2 separate regions of the Callithrix jacchus genome follow, and region 1 is linked to region 2. A link is a contact called in public Hi-C data. All regions are on one chromosome and are shown on one strand. The core of a region is the stretch at or near the end of the contact, and the rest is flanking DNA. Distances in the headings are between cores, read along the strand shown.

The links. Hi-C and Micro-C count contacts between places; a contact is called where the count stands out from the background.
Region 1: a Hi-C map of skeletal muscle shows a contact between it and region 2, with 4 times the contacts expected there. The contact joins the enhancer-like site here to the promoter of DPP9 in region 2. A contact is called at or near these places in 3 of 3 Hi-C or Micro-C datasets (induced pluripotent stem cells and skeletal muscle).

What each region holds. Positions count from the first base shown.
Region 1 is chr22:4,555,640-4,561,950 of calJac240_pri, forward strand. No RefSeq gene overlaps it. Among named protein-coding and RNA genes, the nearest start is that of FEM1A, 9.5 kb to the left of the region's middle. Within about 2 kb of position 4,417, at least 1 of the 16 cell types and tissues checked has an H3K27ac peak or open chromatin away from gene starts, as enhancers often do. A contact at or near this core is called in skeletal muscle, where this site is marked.
Region 2 is chr22:4,467,231-4,474,504 of calJac240_pri, forward strand. It overlaps DPP9 (dipeptidyl peptidase 9), which reads right to left and starts at 4,553. Exons shown (of 23, transcript XR_013531258.1): 1 at 4,433-4,553; 2 at 3,275-3,327; 3 at 818-908. It overlaps TRNAG-UCC (transfer RNA glycine (anticodon UCC)), which reads left to right and starts at 4,833; the gene lies at 4,833-4,904. It overlaps TRNAV-CAC (transfer RNA valine (anticodon CAC)), which reads right to left and starts at 5,696; the gene lies at 5,624-5,696.

The DNA of each region.
Region 1 (6,311 bases), core at 3,167-5,666, 88 kb after region 2:
ATGGAAGAAAAATAAGAAAATAATAGGCCGGGCCTGGTGGCTTACGCCTGTAATCTCAGCACTTTGGGAGGCCAAGGTGGGTGGATCACCTGAGGTCAGGAGTTCAACACCAGTCTGGCCAACATGGTGAAACCCTGTCTCTACTAACAGTACAAAAAAGCCGGGTGCAGTGGCATGCACCTGTCGTCCCAGCTACTTGGAAGGCTGAGGCAGGGGAATTACTTGAACCTGGCAGGCGGAGGTTGCAGTGAGCCAAGATCACGCCACTGCACTGCAGCCTGGGCGGCAGAGTGAGACTGAGACTCCGTCTCAAAAAACTAAACTAAAATAATAATAATAATAATAATAAAGTAGGAAAAACAGCCCTCTTAAGATGAAAGCCATCTTAACGCTCCACCAGTTTCAGGTGAGGGCTGATCCAGCAGCTCCCAGTTATTTCTAAAGACCTGGTTGACTGCTCCCCTGAGACACGGGCGTCCCAAGATCACCACCAGGAGAAAAGAGAGCATCTCCCAGTCAAAACCCATTTGCTCTGATTGGACCAGCCTGGATCCCATGTTCTTCCCTGACCCGGTCCTAGTAGCCCAGGAGTGGGATGTGCCAACTGGCCTGGGCTGGGCAGGACCCCCAGAGGGTCTGTAACCCATTCGTAATGTGGGTTGCTTAAAATGGGGCCATCGCTGCCATCGAGGGCAGCAAAAAAAGTCCCCAATAAAAAAATTACTACCTGGGCCGGACGCAGTGGCTCACACCTATAATCCCAGCACTTTGGGAGGCTGAGGCAGGTGGATCAGGAGGAGTTCGAGACCAGCATGACCAACTTGGTGAAACCCCGTCTCTATTTAAAATAATAATAAAAAGGCTGGGCATGGTGGCTCACGCCTGTAATCGAAGCACTTTGGAGGCCAAGGCGGGTGGATCACCTGAGGTCGGGAGTTCAAGACCAGCCTGACCAACATGGTGAAAGCCCATCTTAAAAAAAAAAAAAAATACAAAAATGAGCCGGGCATGGTGGTGGGCGCCTGTAATCCCAGCTACTCGGGAGGCTGAGGCGGGAGAATCGATTGAAACCGGGAGGTGGACATTGCGGTGAGCCGAGATCTCGCCACTGCACTCCAGCCTGGGTGACAGAGCAAGACTGTCTCAAATAAATAAATACATAGATAATAAAATAAAATGACTACCTGCCATTGATAAGTGAAGGAAAAAAGCTCAGATGAGTCAAGTGGAGTGCCTCAGGCCAGAGCCAGGAGGGTGACCCAAGTCCTTTGTAGCTGAGAAACAGGCTCGCAGAGAGGGGCAGGGGCTTTCCTGAGCTAACCCAGCCGGGAGGGAAGCATTGGGGTCAAAGCCTCACCCCTGCTGAAAGATGTCGAGAGCCAGGCAGCCCAGGCTGACCTGGGAGGGCGGGGCCTGGGGGCTCTCCCACTCGCCCGCTGCCCCTCCCAGGCCCTCCCACTCGCCCGCTGCCCCTCCCAGGCCCTCCCACTCGCCCACTGCCCCTCCCAGGCCCTCCCACTTGCCCGCTGCCCTTCCCAGCCTGCTGCTGCCAGTCTGGGGTCTGGGGTTCTACTCAATTGCTCGTCTACTCGGCCAGTGACCTTTTTTTTGTCTGTGTGTGTGTGTGACGTCTTGCTCTGTCGCCAGGCTGGAGTGCTGTGGCTCCCTCCATCTCAGCTTACTGCCACCTCCACTCCCAAGTTCAAGTGATTCCCCTGCCTCAGCCTCCTGAGTAGCTGGGGCTACAGGCGCGCACCACCACACCCTGCTAATTTTTTGTGTTTTAGTAGAGACGGGGTTTCACCATGTTGCCCAGGATGGTCTCAAACTCTTGACCTAGTGATCCGCCCGCCTTGGCCTCCCAAAGTGCTGGGATTACAGGGGTGAGCCACCGTGCCCGGCCTCGGTCAATAACCTTCTCAGACCCTCAGACCCTCCCCAGCCCTTTGAGAGTCTCTGTCACTGTCATGTCCTCAAGCACTCAGGCCAGGGTCTGTCCCACGCCCTGTTAATAGGGGCTGAACGAGTGAAGGAGTGAATGAACAAATACACGAATGCGTCTCGCCGCTGGGAATTCCGAGTCCTCCTCTGACTCCCTGGGGCAGCAGCAGGGGACACAGGCAGGCCCCGGTGGCTTTGCCAGACCCCAGGGCCGCCACCCCCACAAGATTCCAGGACTGTCACCCGAGCAGTGTTGACGGGGAGGGAACAACCCTGCCCGAGGTTAAAGATAGCACCACTCGAATCACATCACAGGCCAGAAAGACCAGGTGACCCACCGGGGACACTGAATCCGTGTCCCAGGAGAGGGGTGGGGCGGGGGTGTGGATTACTGCGGGGAGCTTCGGGACTGGAAAAAACAGAGGGTGCCCTGACCGAGTGTTTACCAGAACATGTGTTAGGCAAGACCCGGGCCAGATGTGAGCAGCACCACCCCCGTGCTGGGCGGGGAGAATGTACACCCCAACTCCTCTGGCCCCAGGGACCCAGACATTCAGAATTCCCCGGGGCCACCCCCTCCCTCTGCCCTGCACCTTGATGTCTCTTATTAAAGCTTGTCTTTGAATGTCTATTGACTTAGTAGACAGTATTTAATTATCTATATTAATTCAAATTTATTAATTTCAACTATTAACTTATTTATTATTTGATGTAGATTAAAGCAGTGATCTTGGGGCCGGGTGCAGTGGCTCCCGCCTGTAATCTCAGTACTTTGGAAGGCTGAGGTGGGTGGATCACTAGGTCAGGAGTTCAAAATCAGCCTGGCCAAGATGGTGAGACCCTCGTCTCTACTAAAAACTACAAAAGGCCGGGTGCGGTGGCTCACACCTATAATCCCAGCACTTTGGGAGACAGAGGCGGGTGGATCACGAGGTCAAGAGATCGAGACCATCCTGGTCAACAAGGTGAAACCCCATCTCTACTAAAAATACAAAAATTAGCTGGGCATGGTGGCGCGTGCCTGTAATCCCAGCTACTCAGGAGGCTGAGGCAGGAGAATTGTCTGAACCCAGGAGGCAGAGGTTGCAGTGAGCCAAGATCGCGCCATTGCACTCCAGCCTGGGTGACAAGAGCGGAACTCCATCTCAAAAATAATAAATAAAAATAAAAACTACAAAAATTAGCCAGGTGCAGTATCAGGGGCCTGTAATCCCAGTTACTCTGGAGGCTGAGGCAGGAGAATTGCTTCAACCCTGGGCGGCAGACATAGCAGTGAGCCAAGATTGAGCCACTGCACTCCAGCCTAGGCAACAGAGTGAGACTCTGTCTTAAAAAAAAAAAAAGCAATGATCTTCATCCAATGTCACCTCCTCCATGAAGCCTTCCCGAATTATCTAAAGTGCAGCCCCTTACAAGCAGGCAGGGTGGTTTATGCCTGTAATCTCAGCATTTTGGGAGGCTGAGGCAGGTGGGGGGTGCTTGAGCCCAGGAGTTCGAGACCAGCCTGGGCAATTGAGTGAGACACACCCCCTCCCCCCAAGGTCTCTACAAGAATGATATGACAATTAGCTGGATGTGGTGGTGTGCACCTGTGGTCCCAGCGACTCGAGAGGCTGAGGTGAAAGGATCACTTGAGCCCAGGAGGTGAAGGCTGTAGCCAGCTGTGATCACACCACTGCACTTCAGCCTGGGTGACAGAATGAGTTTGAGACCACACGCTGCGACTCAATCTCTACAAAAAATTTAAGGCCGGGTGCCGTGGCTCAGGCCTGTAATCCCAGCACTTTGGGAGGCCCAGGTGGGCGCATCACCTGAGGTCAGGAGTTCAGCCTGGCCACAATGGTGAAACACCATCTCCACTACAAATACAAAATTAGCTGGGTGTGGTGGTGCATGCCTGTACTCCCAGCTACTGGGGAGGCTGAGGCACGAGAATTGCTTGAACCTTGGAAGTAGAGGTTGCAGTGAGCCAAGATCGTGCTATTGCACTCCAGCCTGGGTGACAGAGTGAGACTCTGTCTCAAAATAAAGAAATAATAAAAAATAAAAATAGAAACAGGGGTCCCACCGTTGGCCAGGCTGGTCCCAAACTCCTGGGCTTAAGCGATCCACCTCAGCCTCCCAAAATGCTGGGATTACAGGAATGAACCACCGCACCCAGACACTCCTTTTCCTGGGAAGAGAAACAATTTTGCAGCTTCCCTTGGAAACTGGAAACCGTGGCGGCCTCCCAGGGATATAATAAGGTCGCAGCCACTGGACAGGTTAAAAATAAAAGATCCCTGTCCCGGGGCACTTGGGGATGGCATTTGTGAGCCCAGGCGAACCACAGGGCTACAGGGAGACACCCTTGAGGGAGGGGACTGGAGAAGAGCCTGCTGTGTGGCCTCAGGCTGGCACCTGCCCTCTCTGGGCTCCAGCCAGGTTGGAAACAACAGCATTAGATAGTGATTTCCGAAGATCCCCCACCTGCGCACTCCTGAGGGTAAACTCTGCCTTTCATTTCTCTGAGGGGCTTCTCTGGCCTCACCCTAGTCCCACTGTGTGCCCTTGCAAAGCGACACTACCTCTCTGTGCCTCGGTTTCCCCAAATGCAAAATGGGGCAGAGAGAGCCCTGGTGACCTGACCTGCCAATGGGGATATTTGGCTGTCATTATTATTGCAATTTATTTTTTATTTTTATTTATTTATTTAGAGACAGAGTCTTTATTTATTATTATTATTTTTTTTTTTTTTTTTTTTTTGAGACAGAGTTTCGCTCTTGTTACCCAGGCTGGAGTGCAATTGCGCTATCTCGGCTCACCGCAACCTCCGCCCCCTGGGTTCAGGCAATTCTCCTGCCTCAGCCTCCCGAGTAGCTGGGATTACAGGCACGCACCACCGTGCCCAGCTAATTTTTTGTAATTTTTAGTAGAGACGGGGTTTCACCATGTTGACCAGGATGGTCTCGATCTGTTGACCTCGTGATCCACCCGCCTCGGCCTCCCAAAGTGCTGGGATTACAGGCTTGAGCCACCGCGCCCGGCCCGTATTATTATTATTTTTGAGACAGATTCTTGCTCTGTTGCCGAGGCTGGAGTGCAGTGGTGTGTGTGATCACAGCTCACTGCAATCTCCGCCTCCCGGGTTCAAGCCATTCTCCTGCCTCAGCCTCCCCAGTAGCTGGGATTACAGGCACCCGCCACCACACCCGGTTAATTTTTGAATTTTTAGTAGAGATGAGGTTTCACCATGTTGGCCAGGCTGGTCTTGAACTCCTGACCTCGGGTGATCCACCAGCCTCAACCTCCCAAAGTGCTGGGATTACAGGCGTGAGCCACACACCCGGCCGATTGTTGTAATTTACAGAGGGGCAAGGGGGCTGTTGGCATGGCTGGGAACTCGGCACTTTTTTGGGACCCCTTTCCCCTCTGAGCTCTCTCTTCGGAGCAGGCCCGGGGGAAAAAGGGACCGTCCCCTTCCCAGCCCGGGGTCGGGAGAGGCTGGAACTGCTGTCCGATGGTGCCCTCTAGTGGCAGCATCTGCTTACTGCGGCACTTTCTGGATTTCCACAGGTAAGTCATGTGTCCGGCGCCTGTAGGCTTGGGGGACAGAAGACCTGCACCCAGATGGGTCACACTGGCTCCCCTGGAGGGTCCGCGCTCCCTTCCACTCCTGCAGGTCATTGCCTGGGCCCTTTCCTTCCTGGAGGCTGCAGAGAGCTCTGATCACCCTTGAGGGGCTCAGATCTCCGCCCCCAAGTCAGCACCCCCTAGTTCCTTCTGCATCCCCATCACACCCAGGGCAGGCCCACACGAGACCAGCCACTCCTGTGTCCGCCTCCCCTTGGAGCTGTGAGCCCTGTGACGGCAGCCGCGGCATCCGTCCCAGAAAACAGCATCCTCGCGATCTGAAGCCGCCCGTGGCGAACCGTAGACGCTCAGTGCACACTAACTGCTTAACGAAGGAATGAACAGACGATGGGGTGGGGGGGGGGAATGAACAAAATTCACTGTCTGGCAGGAAGGGAACGTGGAATCCAGAGGTCCTTCCGAACGGGAAAACACACTTGAGGCCAGGGGCAGAGGCTCATGCCTGCAATCCCAACATTTTGGGAGGCCGAGGTGGGGGGATCCCTTGAGCCCAGGAGTTTCAGACCAGTCTGGGCCACGTGGTGAAACTCAATCTCTACAAAAAGTTTGAGGCCAGGTGCGGTGGCTCACACTGTGATCCCAGCACTTTGGGAGGCCGAGGAAGGCGGATCACAAGGTCAGGAGTTCAAGACCATCCTGGCCAACATAGTGAAACCCCGCCTCTACTAAAAATACAAAAATTAGCTGGGCGTGGTGGTGCGTGCCTGCAGTCTCAGCTACTCGGGAGGCTGAGGCAG
Region 2 (7,274 bases), core at 3,303-5,802:
GCGCATGCCTGTAAGCCAAGCTACTCAGGAGGCTGAGGCGCAAGAATCACTTGAACCCGGGAGGCAGAGGTTGCAGTGAGCCAAGATCGAAGTCACGGCACTTGAGCCTGGCGACAGAGCGAGACTCCATCTCAAAAAACAAACAAACAAACAGAAACCCTCTACTGAGGCAGGTCCGCAGGGCTGAGGGCTTCCTGCCGCCTGTGCATCTCCTGCTGGGGCCTGAGACGTGGAGTTCGCTGACTGCCCCGGGGCCCGTGTCTAACTGCACTCGATCCAAAGCCGACTCCAGGAGAGCTCTTCCGTTCCGAGGTCTTCCTCACTTTCAGGACCAAATAACGGGCGCAGTGAGGCTGAACGTCCTGCCCGATGTCACCCCATGAAGAAGGGGAGTGGAGCCCCAATCCCTTGGACCCCGAAACCCACAAGCTTCCAGTGAGGTCAGTGGTTCTCACCCAGGAGTGATTCTGCCCCCAGCGAACACTTGGTGGTATCTGGAGACACTGGTGGTTGTCCCAGTTGAGGGAGCTTCTGGCATGGAGCGGGCGGGGGCCAGGGACGCTGCTCAGCACCCTTCAGTGCCCAGGACAGCCCCGCCCCAGAGAACACTACAGCCCCAACGTCCACAGTGCTGAGGGGAGACCCTGCACAAGACGCCTCCTCGCTTGAAATAACCAGAACAGCGTTGGGGACATGGGGATGTGCGGGGGAAGCCAGGGGAGAGGGAGAGAAGGGGCCTTCCAGATCTCAGTTCATTGGGGAATTCCGGAAGCTGGGCCACGTCCCCACTCATCAGGGCCTCCAAGGCCAGCCTCACCTTCTCCAACTTCCAGTGTTCTCCGTGTCCAGGCGCAGCTTCTTAACCTTCCGCATTAACCGCTCAGCTGACCTCAGGAGGGCAGGGGTGCCTGCGGGCGAGCGGAAAGAGAGACCACAGGGCTGCCACCTGCGCAGGTGGGGAGTGGGTTCTCCTGCCCCTGTTCCCCCCTCCCCATGTCTCCAGGCCGCTCTAAGCCTCCGAGGAGCATCCTGAGGCCAAGCACATTGTGAAGGGATGATGGATGCTTCAGGCTCTAGGGCATTTGCCAGAGACTCGAATCTTTCTCAACAGGAGGTTTCTGTGAAATTCCCTGGGAATTTCAAGTGAGTCCCGGGAAACCACCCCAGGGCACCTGCCGGAAACAGAAGAATCCAAAATTCCTCACTGTGGATGCTTCCTGATGGCCCTGGTGACCTTGGCTTCTCGCTTTGCCCTTGACTGCGACCTCTGGCTACACTGGCCTCCTTCTTGTCCCTCAACACACCCACTCCTTCCCAGCACATGGCGGTCTAGACGGCACGCCCCTCAGCCTGAAATGCCAGCTCCTTGATCCTTCTTACCCTGCAGGTCCTGATATCACCTCTTCAGAGGTTTTCCTGAGTGCCCCATCTGACGATGCTACCTGACTGCCCCATCACTACACCCAGACGCGAAGACGGCCTGGACCATCGTTGCTGTGCTCCCCTTCCCCTGGGAGAGTGGTTCTCAGCTGGGGGTGATTCGCCCCCTCCCCCATATGGGACACTGGGTGGTGTCTGGGGATGTTTATGCCTGTCACAACTTGGGGTGCCCCTGGCATGGAGTGGGTGGAGCCCAGGATGACCCACCCCAGAGAGAGTTCTTCAGAGAAAGAACTAAAGAAAGATCCACCCCAAATTTCAGCAATGCCAAGCCGGAGACCCCTGCATCCATTACTCGGGGAGAAACCTGAGTTCAACTTCTATGCTCATATTAATACTGGGATAAACTTCCCATGGGATCAGCATTCTAAACCAGGGGGACACCCAGCTCCTGGGATTCACCTCCTTTCTCCCTACTCAGGGTGAGGATTTCAATGTGTGCAGCCTCCTGGGACCTGAGCAGATCAGGGAACATGGAGTCTCTTGGGGTCCACGGTATCCCCTAAGCCAGGGGGCCTCGCCTGGGGATAACTGGACCCCCTAGGGGACGGTTTTGGTTACCACGACAGGGACGGTACGGGGAGGCACGTGGCTGGTGGAGACCAAGGATGCTATTCAACCCCCTACCGTGCCAACCCTAAATGTCACAGTGCCAAGGCTGAGAAACCCCACTGTGGGTGAGGGGGCACTAAGCACCAGAAGGTCAGTTCCACAGGACAGGCCACATCTATCCTGGTCCCAGCACACTACCTGAGCCCATACAGTGCCTGGCCCTCGAAAAGCATTTCAGGTTGAAGCCGCTGTCCTTTCCTGGATGCTGTCTAAAGTCGAAGGGACCCCTTGTGTGGTTGATGCCCAACTACCTTCTCAGGTAAATCAGGTCCCACGACAGGCAGTTCCTCAAAAGCTTAAAGAAGAAGGGCCAGCCGGGCGCCGTGGCTCACACCTGTCATCCCAGCACTGTGGGAGGCGGGGGGGGGGGGGTCACCTGAGGTCAGGAGTTCAAGACCAGCCTGGCCAACATGGTAAAACCCTGTCTCTACTGAAAATGCAAAAATTAGCCGGGCGTGGTGGTGCCTGCCTGTAGTCCCAGCTGCTCAGGAGGCTGAGGCGGGAGAATCACTTGAACCAAGAAGGTAGAGGTTGTGACAGACTGAGACTGTCTCACATCTAATGGAAGAGGTCAAGTGTAGAATTACCATGAAGCAGCACTGGCTGCACTCTCAGTCCAGCGGTGAAAAGCGTGGGCTCTGGTGTCAGAGAGAGGGTTCAAATCCTAACTCTGCCACTTCTGGGGCAGTCACCGAACCTCTGCCAGCTTCCACTTGAACACGGGATGACAGTATCTACCCCTGGGGCCACCGACAGGATTAAATGAGACCACACACATACGGCTTTTAACACACAGCGCCGACTCAACAAGCTCCTCAAAACCACACAAAGGGGGAGAATCCAGCTAAGGGGGACTCTCTAAGAATTCTCTAAGAATCTAAGGGGGAGAATCCAGAGCCAGAATCCTCACCATCTACCGATCAGCTCAGGCAGCGAAGGGGATAAAGCCACCCCTCCACCAAATCCTGCTGAAATCAGCACTCTCCCCTTTCTCTCCCAGAACCCTTCAGAAAGTTCCTCCCGGGGCAGCTAGAGGGGTACAGGGGTAAAAATAAAAGCCTTCAGTGGCGCACAGAAAGTTGCAGCCACTGCCCTGGGGAAGACAACGACCCAGAGCCACAAAAAACCATTTCCTGCCAATCTCTATATTCTACAGCAGGCAAAGGAATCCCACCGGCCCCCACCCCAGCCTTCCTGGCTGCCAAACCCCAGCACAACTGACCTTTTAAAGGGTCCAGGGAGCCTCCATTCCAGCTGCAGGCGTGGGACACAGACCTTGATAGGATAAACGTGTCATGAAGGTGACAGGTTAATGGAAGCACTAGCCAGCCATTCAGTCCCCCCTCCACTCAGAAGCTGCAGACTGCCAGGCCTGATTCTACCTGGCTACATTCTAGCTCTGCCTCGAATCCCTGCAGCACTGCCTCCATGCCCTGGACAGAATCTGGGAGAGAAGCCATCCCACGGGTCCTGATTCCCCCGGGACCCAGCCGAGGAATGCAGGGATTGGTGCCTACAGTCCACACCTCCTGGGCTTTAGTCCCAGCTACTCGAAAGCAGGTTGGTTCTTGCCGCGGAGACAAGTGACTTCCTCAGGGAGCCCCAGGGAAAGACCAGGGGGTGGGGGAGAAGGGCATAGCCCACTTTCAATGGCTCAGAGGCAGCCTGGAGAGGGAAGTGTCAGGGCTGGCCTAAGGCTGCGTGGGAAGAAGGTGGGCGGCTGGACAGGCCAGAGAAGGGAGGCTGAGAGAAGGGGCTGGACCCTGTGGGCCGGCCCTTTGGAAGGCAGCTATGCTAACCACACCACCAATGCCGCGGCAGGAAAACCGGTCTCTGGATGCCCTTAATAGAGGGATCAAGTGGGACTGGGTCGGGAGAGACCAAGCCTTGGGGCGAAGGTGGGAGGAAGGGGTAAAGGGGTGATGACAGGATGCAGGTCCAGGGCAGTGGCCTCTGTGCACACATAGCGTTGGGATGGGGAGAGGGAGATCGGGAGCTCCAGAGCCCGCACGGAAGGGGAGAGGGTGTCAAGATCTGCAGCAGCGAGGGCGTTCTTGGGTGCGGTCACTCCCGGATGGGGTCAGGGCCGGGTAGCCTGGGGAGCAACGGGATGGGTGGGGAGGCCGGGCCGGGAAAGGGAGAAACTGGGAGGTGGCCTGGCCAGCGCAGGAATCCGGGAGGGAAAGAAAGTGGAGGGGCTCCCAGGGCGGAGGGTAAACGAGGCAGGGGGCCGGAGGGACCCAGGGACGGGTGCGTGACGGCGCCAGGGTGCGAGGAGGCCGGGCAATGGCGAGTGCAGGCTCAGAGCCGAGGCGAGGCCGGTCAATGGCGGGTTCAGGGTCGCGGCCGGGGCGGGACGAGGCGCGCGGGCGATGCTCACCGGGGCGCGGGGCGGCGGCCGGGCTGGGCAGGGCGTCCCGGGGCCAGCGGCGCCTCACGCTCGCGGCTCCATGCCCGGGACTGCGGCCCCGGAAGTGGCGGGCGCGGGGGACGACAGCGGCGGCGGACACGGGGGACCCGCCGGCTAAGACCCCTTTGACCCGGAAGTTGAGCGGCCCAGGCGGCGGCCTGGGATTGGACACCTCTAGGCACGTACCAAGACGTCCGCGGCGCTGGGGGTGACCCCGCAGAGCGGCGCCGGGGTGCCTAAGGCGCAGAACGCCCAAGAGCGACATCTTCTGGTGCGGTAGGGAGAAACACCCCCGCGTGACTTGGTATCGCTCAGCCAAGCCCATGACTCCCCCTATTAAGGATATACGGAAACAACGCTTTCCGTCCTGGCGTTGGTGGTATAGTGGTTAGCATAGCTGCCTTCCAAGCAGTTGACCCGGGTTCGATTCCCGGCCAACGCATGTTTTCTTCTCAGTTTGCAAGTCTCACTTTCTTTTCTTTCATCAGTTTGCAAGTCTTATTTTCTTTTCTTTTGTCAGTTTGCAAGTCTCATTTTCTTTTATTTTGTCAGTTCGCAATTCCCATTTTCTTTTAGCGGTTTGCAATTCTCATTTTCTTTTCTTTTCTTTTTTTGTTTTTAAAGATGGAGTTTCTCCATGATGGCCCGGCTGGTCTTGAACTCCTGACCTCAGGTGACCCACCCTCCTCAGCCTCCCAAAGTGCTGGGATTACAGGCGTGAGCTACTGCGCCCAGCCTAAATTTTTTATTTTGAAATCACTTTTTTTTTTTTTTTTTTGAGACGGAGTTTTGCTCTTGTTACCCAGGCTGGAGTGCAATGGCGTGATCTCGGCTCACTGCAACCTCCGCCTCCCGGGTTCAAGCAATTCTCCTGCCTCAGCCTCCTGAGTAGCTGGGATTACAGGCGGGCACCACCATGCCCAATTAATTTTTATATTTTTAGTAGAGACAGGGTTTCACCCTGTTGACCAGGATGGTCTCGATCTCTTGACCTCGTGATCCACCCGCCTCGGCCTCCCAAAGTGCTGGGATTACAGGCGTGAGCCACCGCACCCGGCCTGAAATCACTTTTTAAATATCATAAAAATCTCTAAAAGGCGGGAGAGAAAGAAGGGAACCAGAATTGCTGGTTCGGCGAAACCTGAAAATAACAGGCACAAGTGTTTCCGCCCGGGATCGAACCGGGGACCTTTCGCGTGTGAGGCGAACGTGATAACCGCTACACTATGGAAACCAGCAAAAGCCACACTTCTTTGAACTTTCACACAGGGATAATGTAGGAAAGGTTGTTACAGTCCAGCGCTGCAAAAAAATAGTTCTGCTGCTGTCAGCCAAATAATATCCGCTCTTCCTGAATAGCTGTTATTCTACTTGATACAGTAGAGATCGAAAGAAGGAAAGTACGGAAGACAAAAAGAAATCCAATACACACACACACAGACACACACACACACGTTTATTACTTTACCATCAGTCCACCCTCCACTTAAAGCAATGCACGTCGGCCGGGCCGGGCGTGGTGGCTCACACCTGTAAACCCAGCACTTTGGGAGGCCGAGGCGGGTGGATCACGAGGTCAAGAGATCGAGACCATCCTGGTCAACAAGGTAAAATCCCGTCTCTACTAAAAATACAAAAATTAGCTGGGCACGGTGGTGTGTGCCTGTAGTCCCAGCTACTCGGGAGGCTGAGGCAGGAGAATTGCTTTGAACCCAGGAGGTGGAGGTTACAGTGAGCCGAGATCGTGCCATTGCACTCCAGTCTGGGTAACAAGAGCGAAACTCCCCGTCTCAAAATAAATAAATAAATAAAACAATGCAAGGCAAATGGCCCACAAACCCATCCTGGGGTCAAATGAACTCTTCTGAGTTCATCTCATAAAATCTGTACTCGATATTTGATATTCGCCATTTTGCCTTAGATCATCAAACTACTATTTTTTTTTTTTTTTTTTGAGAGTCTCATTCTGGGGCCCAGGCTGGAGTGCAGTGGTACGATCATCCCTCACTCCAGCCTCCAACTCCTTGGGTTCAAGCAATCCTCCCGCCTCAGCCCCTGGAATACCTTGACCGCAGGCATGGACCACCTCGCCTGGCTAAATTTTTTAAAATGTGCCTGGTAGAGAAAGTGACTTATAGGAGGGCCTACACTATGTTGCTTAGGCTGGTCTCGAACTTGTGACCGAACATGATCTGGGCACCTCAGCCTCCCAAAGTGCTGGGATTACAGTCATGAGCCAGCGTACCCAATCCCAACTACTCTGTAAAGAGCTTTCTGAGGCCAGACCTCCACCTGCCAGGTTCAAGTGATCCTCCTGCCTCAGCCTCCCGAGTAGCTGTGATTACAGACATGTGCCGTCACAATTGGCTAATTTTGTATTTTTAGTAGACACGGGATTTCTCCACGTTGATCAGGCTGGTCTTGAACTCCTGACCTCAAGAGATCCGCCTGCCTCAGCCTCCCAGAGTGCTGGGATTATAGGAGTTTGCCACCATGACCAGCCTCTTTCTTAAAGAGACAGTAGAAGGGGTGGGAGTATGATGGCAAGAAATTAGGATCAGACCACTGTGAAATTCCACACACCCTCGCTCCTGCAGGGCTGGGATTAGGGTAAGGAGACTGAGGCATTTTAAGTCACTGGTACCACGTGCAAAAATTAAAGAGGTGCCAAAAAACTCTCAATAATCATGATAAATAACATTTCAATACTTTTTTCTCTCTCTCTCTGTTGTCCAGGCTGGAGTGCAGAGGCACGATCTTGACTCATTGCAACCTCCACCTCCCGCGTTCAAGCTATTCTCATGCCTCAGCC